2 separate regions of the Mus musculus genome follow, and region 1 is linked to region 2. A link is a contact called in public Hi-C data. All regions are on one chromosome and are shown on one strand. The core of a region is the stretch at or near the end of the contact, and the rest is flanking DNA. Distances in the headings are between cores, read along the strand shown.

Evidence for each region. Hi-C and Micro-C count contacts between places; a contact is called where the count stands out from the background.
Region 1: a contact with region 2 is called in a Hi-C map of cortical neurons, with 1.7 times the contacts expected there. The contact joins the enhancer-like site here to the promoter of Cacna1a in region 2. A contact is called at or near these places in 11 of 484 Hi-C or Micro-C datasets (the AML12 cell line, brain, cerebellar granule neurons and 6 more) and 8 of 115 datasets of contacts at active chromatin or transcription factors (bone marrow-derived macrophages, embryonic forebrain, embryonic hindbrain and 2 more).

The regions. Positions count from the first base shown.
Region 1 is chr8:84,463,627-84,468,426 of GRCm38.p6, reverse strand. The region is part of intron 3 of Cacna1a (calcium channel, voltage-dependent, P/Q type, alpha 1A subunit); the gene reads right to left. Among named protein-coding and RNA genes, the nearest start is that of Cacna1a, 51 kb to the right of the region's middle. Within about 2 kb of position 1,281, at least 10 of the 459 cell types and tissues checked have an H3K27ac peak or open chromatin away from gene starts, as enhancers often do. A contact at or near this core is called in cerebellum and cortical neurons, where this site is marked.
Region 2 is chr8:84,413,388-84,418,228 of GRCm38.p6, reverse strand. It overlaps Cacna1a (calcium channel, voltage-dependent, P/Q type, alpha 1A subunit), which reads right to left and starts at 2,865. Exons shown (of 47, transcript NM_007578.3): 1 at 2,286-2,865. The coding sequence starts at 2,584.

The DNA.
Region 1 (4,800 bases), core at 32-2,531, 52 kb before region 2:
GACCATGCTAGGTCACCAGACTGTCATCTATTATGCAATGCCCTACTGTTCCATTAGTCTATCAATCATGTGTCTATCATCAGATCTGCAACTCAATCATTTATCTATTTATCTAATAACTTACCTAGGGGCTAGGGAGATGGTCAGTGGGTAGAATGCTTGCTGCACAGGCCTGGGGATCTGAGTTTGGATCCCCAGCACCCTCATAAAAAGCTAGGTGTGGCAGTGTGTGCCTGTGACCCCAGTGCTGGTGGGCCAGTGAGCGCTAGGTTCTGTGAGAGGCCTTGTCTCATTAAAATAGAGGTGCAGACACTTGGGGGGGGGAATATTGGGCATCAACTGCTGGCCTCCACATATACACAGAGACATGTGTATGCACACTGCATGTGTCGCAAATGCATGCACACAGAGACACATGTGAACACATACATGCATGTGCACACATGCAGACATACACACCTGCCCAACTACCTGCTTTTGTCTATCTCATATGTTACCATCTATATCCATCATTTATCTTTCTAACAACCTATCTTCTATCCATCTATTATCCATCTATCCTCCATCTGCCATCTGTTGCCATCCATCTATGCATCCACCCACCTACCCATTCCATGCATCCATCCACCCACCTACCCACCCACCCACCCATCCATGCATGGATACATTCATTAATCATCCATCCATCATCCACCCATCCATCCATCCATACGCACATACACACACACATACATACATACATCCACCCATCATCTGTTTATATCATTTGTTTCCCTGAACATCACAGTAAGAACTCCATCATCTCAGAACATACATAACCTCATTCCATACTTCTTTCTTTCTTTTTTTTTTCCTTTTTTCTTTCTTTTCATGAGGCAGGGTTTCTCTGTGTAGTCCTGATTGTCCTGGAACTCACTCTATAGACCAGGCTGGCCTCCAACTCAGAGATCTGTCTGCCTCTGCCTCCTGCATGCTGGGGGTAAAGGCATGCGCCACCATTATCCCAAAAAGAGAATTCTCTTTCTTTCCCTTTTTTCATTCACATTTCTTAAATGTCCATCCTGCATGTTTTTGTTTTAATCCTCAGAATTTCAATAAATGCCCCCAAAGCCAACAAATCTATGGTTAAGATACTTCCCACCAAACCTCACACAAGACAAAGGCAAAAAGCCCTGACTGTCCACAAGACCCAGTTGCTGACTGAACACTGCAGGCCTCTCAGGAATGGAAGACAGCCAGCTAATCAGCAAAAGCTCATTAAAGCCACCACTTGTCTCAGTGCCCAATCCATCCCCAAGTCCCTCTCTCTCCAAGGCAGAATTTAGCACTGAATCACCACTGCTGACAGGGTAGAGGGCTGGCTCTGCGGGGTTTCTCCTGCACAGCTCAGCAGACAGAGCCCCAGCAAGACCCAGGGATGGGATGGGAGCACTGGACCTGAGTTAAGAAAAGTTACCAGACAACAAGGAAGCATGCTGATCAGATAAACAAGCAAGAAAAATAGGGAGGTGGGCTGTACAGATGGGAAAGAAAATGAGAACGAGGCAGGTACAGGGAGTAGGAGGAGAAGCATCTGAGGCTGGGCAGTAGGGAGGTCCCCAAATCAGAAAGAAATACAGATTAGCAAAACATGTGCACACACACATGCTCACAGAGTCAAAGACTACAGACCAAAGATGCATTCACCCACACTGTTCACCACACATAAACCACACACCCTACACATAAACATGTATAAACACACACGCACATCACACATACAAACACATGTATACATACACATATACATACAGACCACACAAACACACACACAAATACAAACAACATATATACACAGATACACACAGACACAAATCACCCTGTGGCAAAATTGGGAGTGGATAACAACACTCATCTGGTACGGATGTGGAGAACCAAACACAAGTCCCCTGTAGACAGCAAGTGCTTTTAACCACCAAGCATCTCCCCAGTCCCTGCTATACATTTTTATTAACACACCTGGACCACTGGGTTGTTTAAAGATGAGTTTCCTAGCAACAGAAGGGAAAAGTATCTGATTCTATGTCAAGTATCAAGAGCCTGCCAAGGGCCCAAGCCACAAGCCTTAACATGAAGAACAGCTTGCCCTCCGCAAACCCAAGAACTCTGAGATCCCACCCAAGACCCTGCAACACATCAGTCACACCAGACACAGGCTCAGATGGGAGAATTCCTCTAAGGAGAGACAGGGCCTTGAAACAAAGGTAATGTGGCAGTGATGGTGGTTTGGTTCCAGATCTCAGGGGGATGAGCCCAGCCAGCTAGCATAGGTGGGCAGCTCTGGGATTAGGTCCATTACGACACATACAGGAGGACGGGTGGACGTCTAGTAAGTAAAGTGCTTGCTGCACAAACAAAGACCTGAGGTCAGATCCCCACAACCCACATAAAATCTGGATGTGGTTGCAATCCCAGTGCCAGGGAGATGGAGCCAGGAGGATGTAGGCATAATGTTATTGTGCACTGTGTAAAGATTATCCTTGTATTAATCAAATGCTGGTTTCTCTGTCCTGATATCTCGTTGCAATCCAGACAGAGCATTGTCGTCTTAGTCCAAGTATTTCCTGTTTCAAGATTGTGTAAACATTGTTCTGACTTGTCAATAAAAGCTGATCAGACAATGCCTGGCAGAAGAAAGAATATGGCTGCTGCCAGCCAGAGGAAGGGGAGAGAGAAGAGGAAGAGAGGATTTGTCACGAGTAAGGAGTCCAGAGAGACAAAATGGAGAAACACCCGAAGCCCAGAGAGGCAGACCAATATTAAAATGGGGATTTAGGCTGGGAGGTAGCCAGAGTATTCTAGAGTATTAGAATATATTATTAGCTACCCAGTTATTGTGTTATAAAGCTTATCAAATAAATCTTATAGTCTCTATCTCTATCATTTGGGAGCTAGCCTGGGACAAAGAAAAACTGCCTCTTTAAAAAACATTTTTGCAAGAGGTTGCCTGGGACTCTCTGGCCAGCTAGCTTAAACTACTTGATTAGCTAGGCCAGAGAGATCCTCTCAGAACACAAGGTGAGTTATGCTTAAAGAACCAGGCCCAAGGCTGAACCTTGGCCTCACAGCCCTGTGCACACAGGTGCAGAAACATACAGCCACACCTAAACACACTCGAACTATACACATTTACACCTACACACATACCTACATATATACATCCACACACACTCTCCTATACATCCTCACAATACAGACACACACCTACACACATCGACATGCATGTTTACAAATATATGCACTTGTACCAGTCTGTGGTGGTGTATGCCTTTAATCCCAGCACTAGGGAGGCAGATGTCTGAGTTTGAGGCCAACCTGGTCTACAGGGTGAGTTCCAGGACAGCCAGAGCTACACAGAGAAACCCTGTCTCAACAAAACAAAACACCAAATGTACACACACATACACTTGCACCACACACCTACATGCCCTCACACATTCAATGTACACACTCACACCTACACACACCAAAACATATACCCACTCATATCCACACACACCTGTACATGCACACCTACATACCCTTATCATATACACTGGTAACATAGACATTCACACACACAAACACAGTCTTACACCTACACACAGATGCACACACAAACGAATAGGAGAAAAAACAGGCACATCTCCAGTGACAACCAGATGCCGACTCTGGCCTAATCAACAGACTCACCCCTTGATGGAGTCTTACTGTGCTGGCATTATTGAGAGATGGGACCTGTCTGGGAAAAGTGGGTCTCTAGGACCACCTTGCAGTCCCCCATCTGCCTGTCTTTTCCAGGCTACAGAGAGTGTAGAGGAGCCTCCACACAAGCACCTGCCAGTGCACTGTGCTGTCCAAGAGCACAGAGCACTACCTTGGGATGAAGTCTCTGATCCCGTCAGCCAAAATAAAACCTTCCTCCTTGAGGTGAGTTATGTCAGGCATTTTGTTATTGTGATGAAGAAAGTACTCAGGATGTGAGACATGCGGCAAAAGCAACAAGATCTGGGGTGGCAGCAAAACCTGGAGAGCCACTGGGAACAACAACATGCCCATAGGAAAGAGAGGTGAAGAGGGTGTCCAGGGAGGAGGGGTCTCAGGACTGAGCATCTGAGTGACCCAGAGAAGAACAGGAGAAGGGCAGAGAGAGCCCCCCCACCAGTCATTACAAGACTTCCAGGTGCACTCTGGGGTCTAAAAGGAGTCCTTGGAGTCTCTACCAAGGTTGGCTACATAGTAACTGTCCTGGTTAGCTGTTCCAACTTTACACAGCCCAGAGTCACCTCTCAACTGAGGTCTGCCTAGACTGCACTGGCTTGTAGGCGTTCAATGCAGCACTGTTGATTGTTAACTGATGTAGTAGGGTGGCTTCATTCCCCAGGCAGGTGGTCGTACACTGTAAGAAAGAGCTAGCTGAACATGCACCAGAGACTGAGCAAGCCTGCAAGCAGTGTTCCTTCATGGTTTCTGCTTCGAGTTCCTGCTTTGATGTCCCTCAGTGATAGCTATGTCCTGGAAGTACTGCAGAATAAATCCATTTCTCTTCTAGTTGCTTTCAGTCAGATAGTTTTTTATCCCAACAACAGAGTGAAAGAACCCCAAGCCCATCTCCACTTGTTTCTAAGCACAAGCTCACATTTCCCAGCTGCTGTGACTGACTTCTAGTCAACACACACTTGCGTCCATCTTGCAGTGATGGAAATCAAATCCAGGGCTTCATGGAAGGCAAGACCTCTACCACAGCCTCACCCCCTGGGATACGAACAGAGGAGGACAAGA
Region 2 (4,841 bases), core at 1,616-4,115:
TTGGATTTTTTTTTTCTTTTTAAAGTCAATGTTCTGTGTGGTATCTTGACTCCCAGGCAAGTCTGTGTTGTTCCCTCCCACTGGCCTGAATTTCTTGATGGAACAGCCTCAGGTCTTCTGTCCCTCCCTCTCCAATCCTCCCGGAAGCAGCTCCCTGCATGATGACCTGGCTTGGAGACTGCTGGGTCTGGGATGGGAAGCGCTCCCTTCTGGAGTGGGGCTGTATAACAGTGTTTGATTCTTCGGGCCAAAAAGGGAATAGAGGCTCTGCAGAGAGGGCGGGAAACTGCACACACTCATTCCAAAGCTACCCAGTGCAAATGAGGCCTGAACTAGCCAAGAAACAAGGTTGGGATGCTCTCACGGTGCCCAGGGCTCAGCCCAAACATAACTTCTGTGAGGGTCCACCACCTACATCTCTCAGAACTGCAGCATCCAAGAGAGACAGGGGTGAGCTGAGGACAATTGAGGGGCTCGCCAGCTCTTCTGCCTCCTCTTCTAAGGCTACAGAGAGGGGGAAAGTCATCTCAACAAGAAAGCCCCATCAGGCCAGTGACTGCTCCCTCAAGACGGCGGCCCCTAGCGCCACCTGAAGTTGTGCTTGTACCCCCTGTCATCCTCTAAGCCCCAGCGACTCTTTCCAGAATGTGTACTAAAGTCACACATCCTCTGAACATGTTACTGGGTTGGAATGCCTGGGAGTGCACACTGCCAGCCTTCAGGACCCACCTTTGCAAGGAGGAATTCAGGGGCAAAATCCTGGCACCAATAACACTGTGGTTATGGAGACATTCCTCAAAAAAAGGCCTTTGACACCTAATTTTCACTGCCTCCAAGTAAACCCCGTACTCTGAAACCTCCTGCTCTCTTGATTTGATTTCACAGCCCCAGGAACCACCATCTGGAGCCCCCAGAAGTGAATGCAGCCCTCTGTGCTCTTGGAACAGAAACTCCGAGAGCCCAGCTCTGCCTGAGCCGGAAGGGCCCCACCCATTACAGAGGAGCTATGGACCCCTTGTAAACTCTAAGGACCTGACCAGCCCAGATAATTCTGGCCCTCAACAGACTGGAGCCTGAAAAGCCAAGAGGCACATTTGGGCATGGCAGGGTGGCCAGCCAGCCTGGGGAGCAGGGTGTGTCCCCCCCCCACACCAGGAATCTGGGTCATGCTTAGACGGCAGAGAAACCTCAACTCTACCCACCCGCGCCTGCCTGCATCTCCCCAGATGCTAAGCATGTCCTCTTCCAGGTTTATGGGAAGCAAATGAGGACTTCATGGAATCAGGGGCACTGTGTGTGCAATCAGTCTCCGCAGAGGAAAAACGGCTTTTTGCCATTTTTCTCTGGGTCTTTCATGGAAGGGGGATTGCCTACCTGCCCAAGATGTCTATATGGAGGCTGACCCTCCTGGTGTTCCTACCCAGGTCCCCAGTGTATGAGAAGCTAAACCCAAGCCCACAAAAAGCCCTCCAAAGGGTCCCCACTTCTTTTCCTTCCTTCAGCCTTCCCTCATACTGAAACAACACACCTCAAATCTTCCCAGGCCATGGGCCTCACCAGATGGATGGCATTATGTTTCTTTACACCCCAAAAAATAACGCTGAAGGGGTTCTGATCTGTGACAGGAGAGAATGGAAGTTGCACACAGGGCTTCTGATGATGTGTCCCTCAAACCACTAAAAAAAAAAAAACCAGTCCCCAGATGCAGCTGGTGGCCCACCCAGAGCCACTAACTGAGGGATGGCTTCTCTACGGCCAGGCCACATGGTATCCTATACCCTAGGCCTGAGGATCCCACCTTGGGTGGAAGGCCAGGGTTGAGAGATCGGGGTACTATTCCGAAGGATTTGAGGGAGACATGTATGGGTTCTCTTACCCTGTAACCCAAATCGTCCAAGCACTGGCCCAGCTAGGGCTCCATCAGAAGTCAGACCCCATCAGAAGAGCCCCCATCAGTGTCCCCGCGCGACCCGACCCAGGATCCAGACCTTCGGTCTTCACAAGGAACCACTCACTCCCCCAGTCCCAAGCCTCCTAACTACTCGCAGGCTCACTCTGCAGCGGCAGCCCAGCAGGCCTGGAGGCTGCCTCCCTCAGCTACCGGGCCCCCATCTCCAGCCCCTATCCGCCGAGAAGCCCCCCAGCTCCCATCAGCCCCCAGGTCTCTTTCCCAGCCCCGCAGAGGAAAAAAGAGGAGGAGGAAAAGGAGGAGGAGGAGGAAGAAGAAGAGGAGGAAGAAGAGGAGGAGGGGAGGCGCAGCCGCTCGGGCTGGGGCAAAAGGATATGGCCATTCAGTGATCTTTTTGGCGTATTTTCTCACCACGTTGTCTTCACTGAAGAGGAACAGGGAGCGGTTGACCGTGAGGCAGTTCTGGCGGACAGGGATGGGGTTGTAGAGGGCCATGGTCCGCGCTCTCTGCGCCATCGACTGCTTGTACATCCTCTGCGCTCCGGGCTGCCCGCCCTGCCGGCTGCCCCCGGCTCCTCGGCCGCCCGCGGCGCCCACGACCACCCCGGCGGCCGGCCCTGAGCCTCCTCCGCCTGCGCCGTAGCGGCCCGGCATCTCGTCTCCAAAGCGGGCCATTCTGCAAAGAGCAAAGGGCCTCGGGTTACGCGGCGGCTGCTGTTGCTGCGGCGAGCGCTGCGGAAGCCACGGCCACCGCCACCACCACCACCACCACCGCCGCCGCTGCTCAGGCTGGCCGGGCTGTGGGGACGGCGGCTGCACCTGCGACTGCGGAGACGCTCCACGGCCCAGCCCATCGGGCGGCGGCGCCCGGCCTCAGCTCGGGGGGCTCACGAGCGGGACGGCCCGGCCGAGCCGGGGAGCGCGGCTCGGGACATGCCGGCAGAGGCGGTGACCCCGGGCGGGAGGAGGGGTGCGGGGGAGGGCGCGGGGGCGGGGCGCGGGGGAGGGGCGCGGCAAAAATAACCGGGGACGCGATCCAGGCGATCCCCGGCCACCCACTCCGGAGAAGAAGAAAAAAAATTTTTTTCAGTTAAAAAAAAATCAGTTAAAAAAAATAGTGTAAAAAGATCAGCTTTTTTTTTTTTTAAAGCAACGCTCCAATGCACACCCCCTTTAAAACGCGAAGTCTAAACGAAGGACGTCCCCCCTCCCTTGGACGCAGAGACTGGCTTCAAATTCCTCCGAGGTCCGGGTCAGCTTGGCATCTTGCTAAAGGCGTGGGCTCGGCCCATTAGTAAAAAAATAAAATAAAATAAAAAGAAAAGAATTAAATAACAAAAAAACAAAACCAGGTCTTTGCTATAGGAAGAGGGTGGCAGCGAAGGATTTGTCCGTCTGTTTTGCTGACTTTCCTAGACCTGGAAAGAATAGAAAATTCCTGAAAACGCTGCAGCCCCTCCCCCAAATTCAACCCGACTGGAGAGCAGAGGGCGGAGGAGCGGGGCGCAGGGGCGCGGCGGGGCTCGGAGGCTTCAGGGAGCCGCTGGTCCCCGGCTTTGAAAAAAAGCCGATCTGTTTTCCTCCTGATTCAGCAGCCGCCGGCTCCTCTGCGCGCGGAAGCGTGTGTGCGCGCAGCCAGGCGCGGCGCAGCCTCGGCCGGGGGGAAATTGCAGCAGCGCAGTCTTGAAAATTCCCCACGGGGGGAAGGAGGCGAGAGAGCGAGCGAACGAGCGAGGGAGGGCGGTGCGCGCCGCTCGGCAGAGGTTCGGGCTGCGGCAGAGCCTGGCAGCATCCCACCCCCGGGTGCCTCCCTCCCTTCCCCCCAGCTCCGCTGAAAGAAGAGGTGCGGGGTGCGAGGAGGGAGCTGCCCGGCCGGGAGCCGGGGCTAGATCGCGGCCCTGCGCCCTAGAGCAAGACCCACCCGGCGACACGCGCAACCAATCACCAGCGCGAGAGCAGGCGCGGCCAGGCGCGCAGGGGGAAGTCGGGACAGAGTCCTCCGGCACAAGGGACCTTGCTTGCCACCCGAGGTCCGCGTCGCTGCCTAGAACGAGGCGTGCCCAACAGGAAGGAAGAAACTTAAAAGACCAGAGGGTTTGGTCTGGAGACTTGGTGCGGGTGGCCGACGCTGAACAAATGTGGGTCTGTTGAGCAGAAGACAGTTTTTATGAGCTAGAAGAATGGTTTGGGGCACTTCTAGGAAGGCTGTGGGTCCCAGGGGGCCAATCCAAGCTAATGTATAGGAGATCCTGGTGGCAGCCCCCGTGTGAGCTCCCAGGAGCAGACCACTCACTGAGACCTAGGGTGTTAGGCGGGGGCTGCTGGCCTAGCTCGGTTTGGCCCCTGCTCTATAAGGCACTTGGATCACCCCACCTGCTTTTTTTTTTTTTCTTCCTATTTGGAAACTCCATGAACACAGAGAAAACTACATAAATCACAAATGAACAAGTTGAGGAATTGCTGCGAATGAACCCTCCTGGAAGCCAGCTCCCCAGAAACCCGCCTACAGGCCTACACGGGGGCCAGTGCCAGTATAACTTCTGCCTGAGCATTCTGCTAATTCTTTTAGCTTTATTTATGACCTTGGCATGCCTTCCTCGGCAGGAGTTATGCTTTGCTCCTTTTGATCTCATAATAAGCATCATTCTGCAGAACCTGTGGGTGACACATTTTCTTTGCTGTATAATACTCTATAAAGAAAAGTCTACAATTTGCTTGTCCACTTTCTTTTTTCTTTCTTTCTTTCTTTTTATTTTTAATGGGCATCTGGGTTCTTTCTTTTGGGGCCACAGTACGGCATTGCCTGAGACACCATATGCATGTGAACTTGCCTGCTTGTGGATTGAGGCTTTGTATGGGCAGTGTTTCAGGCTCTATACACGTAGTAGCTTCAGGATTATAGGATGTGAAACTTAACTTCTAAAGCAGATGT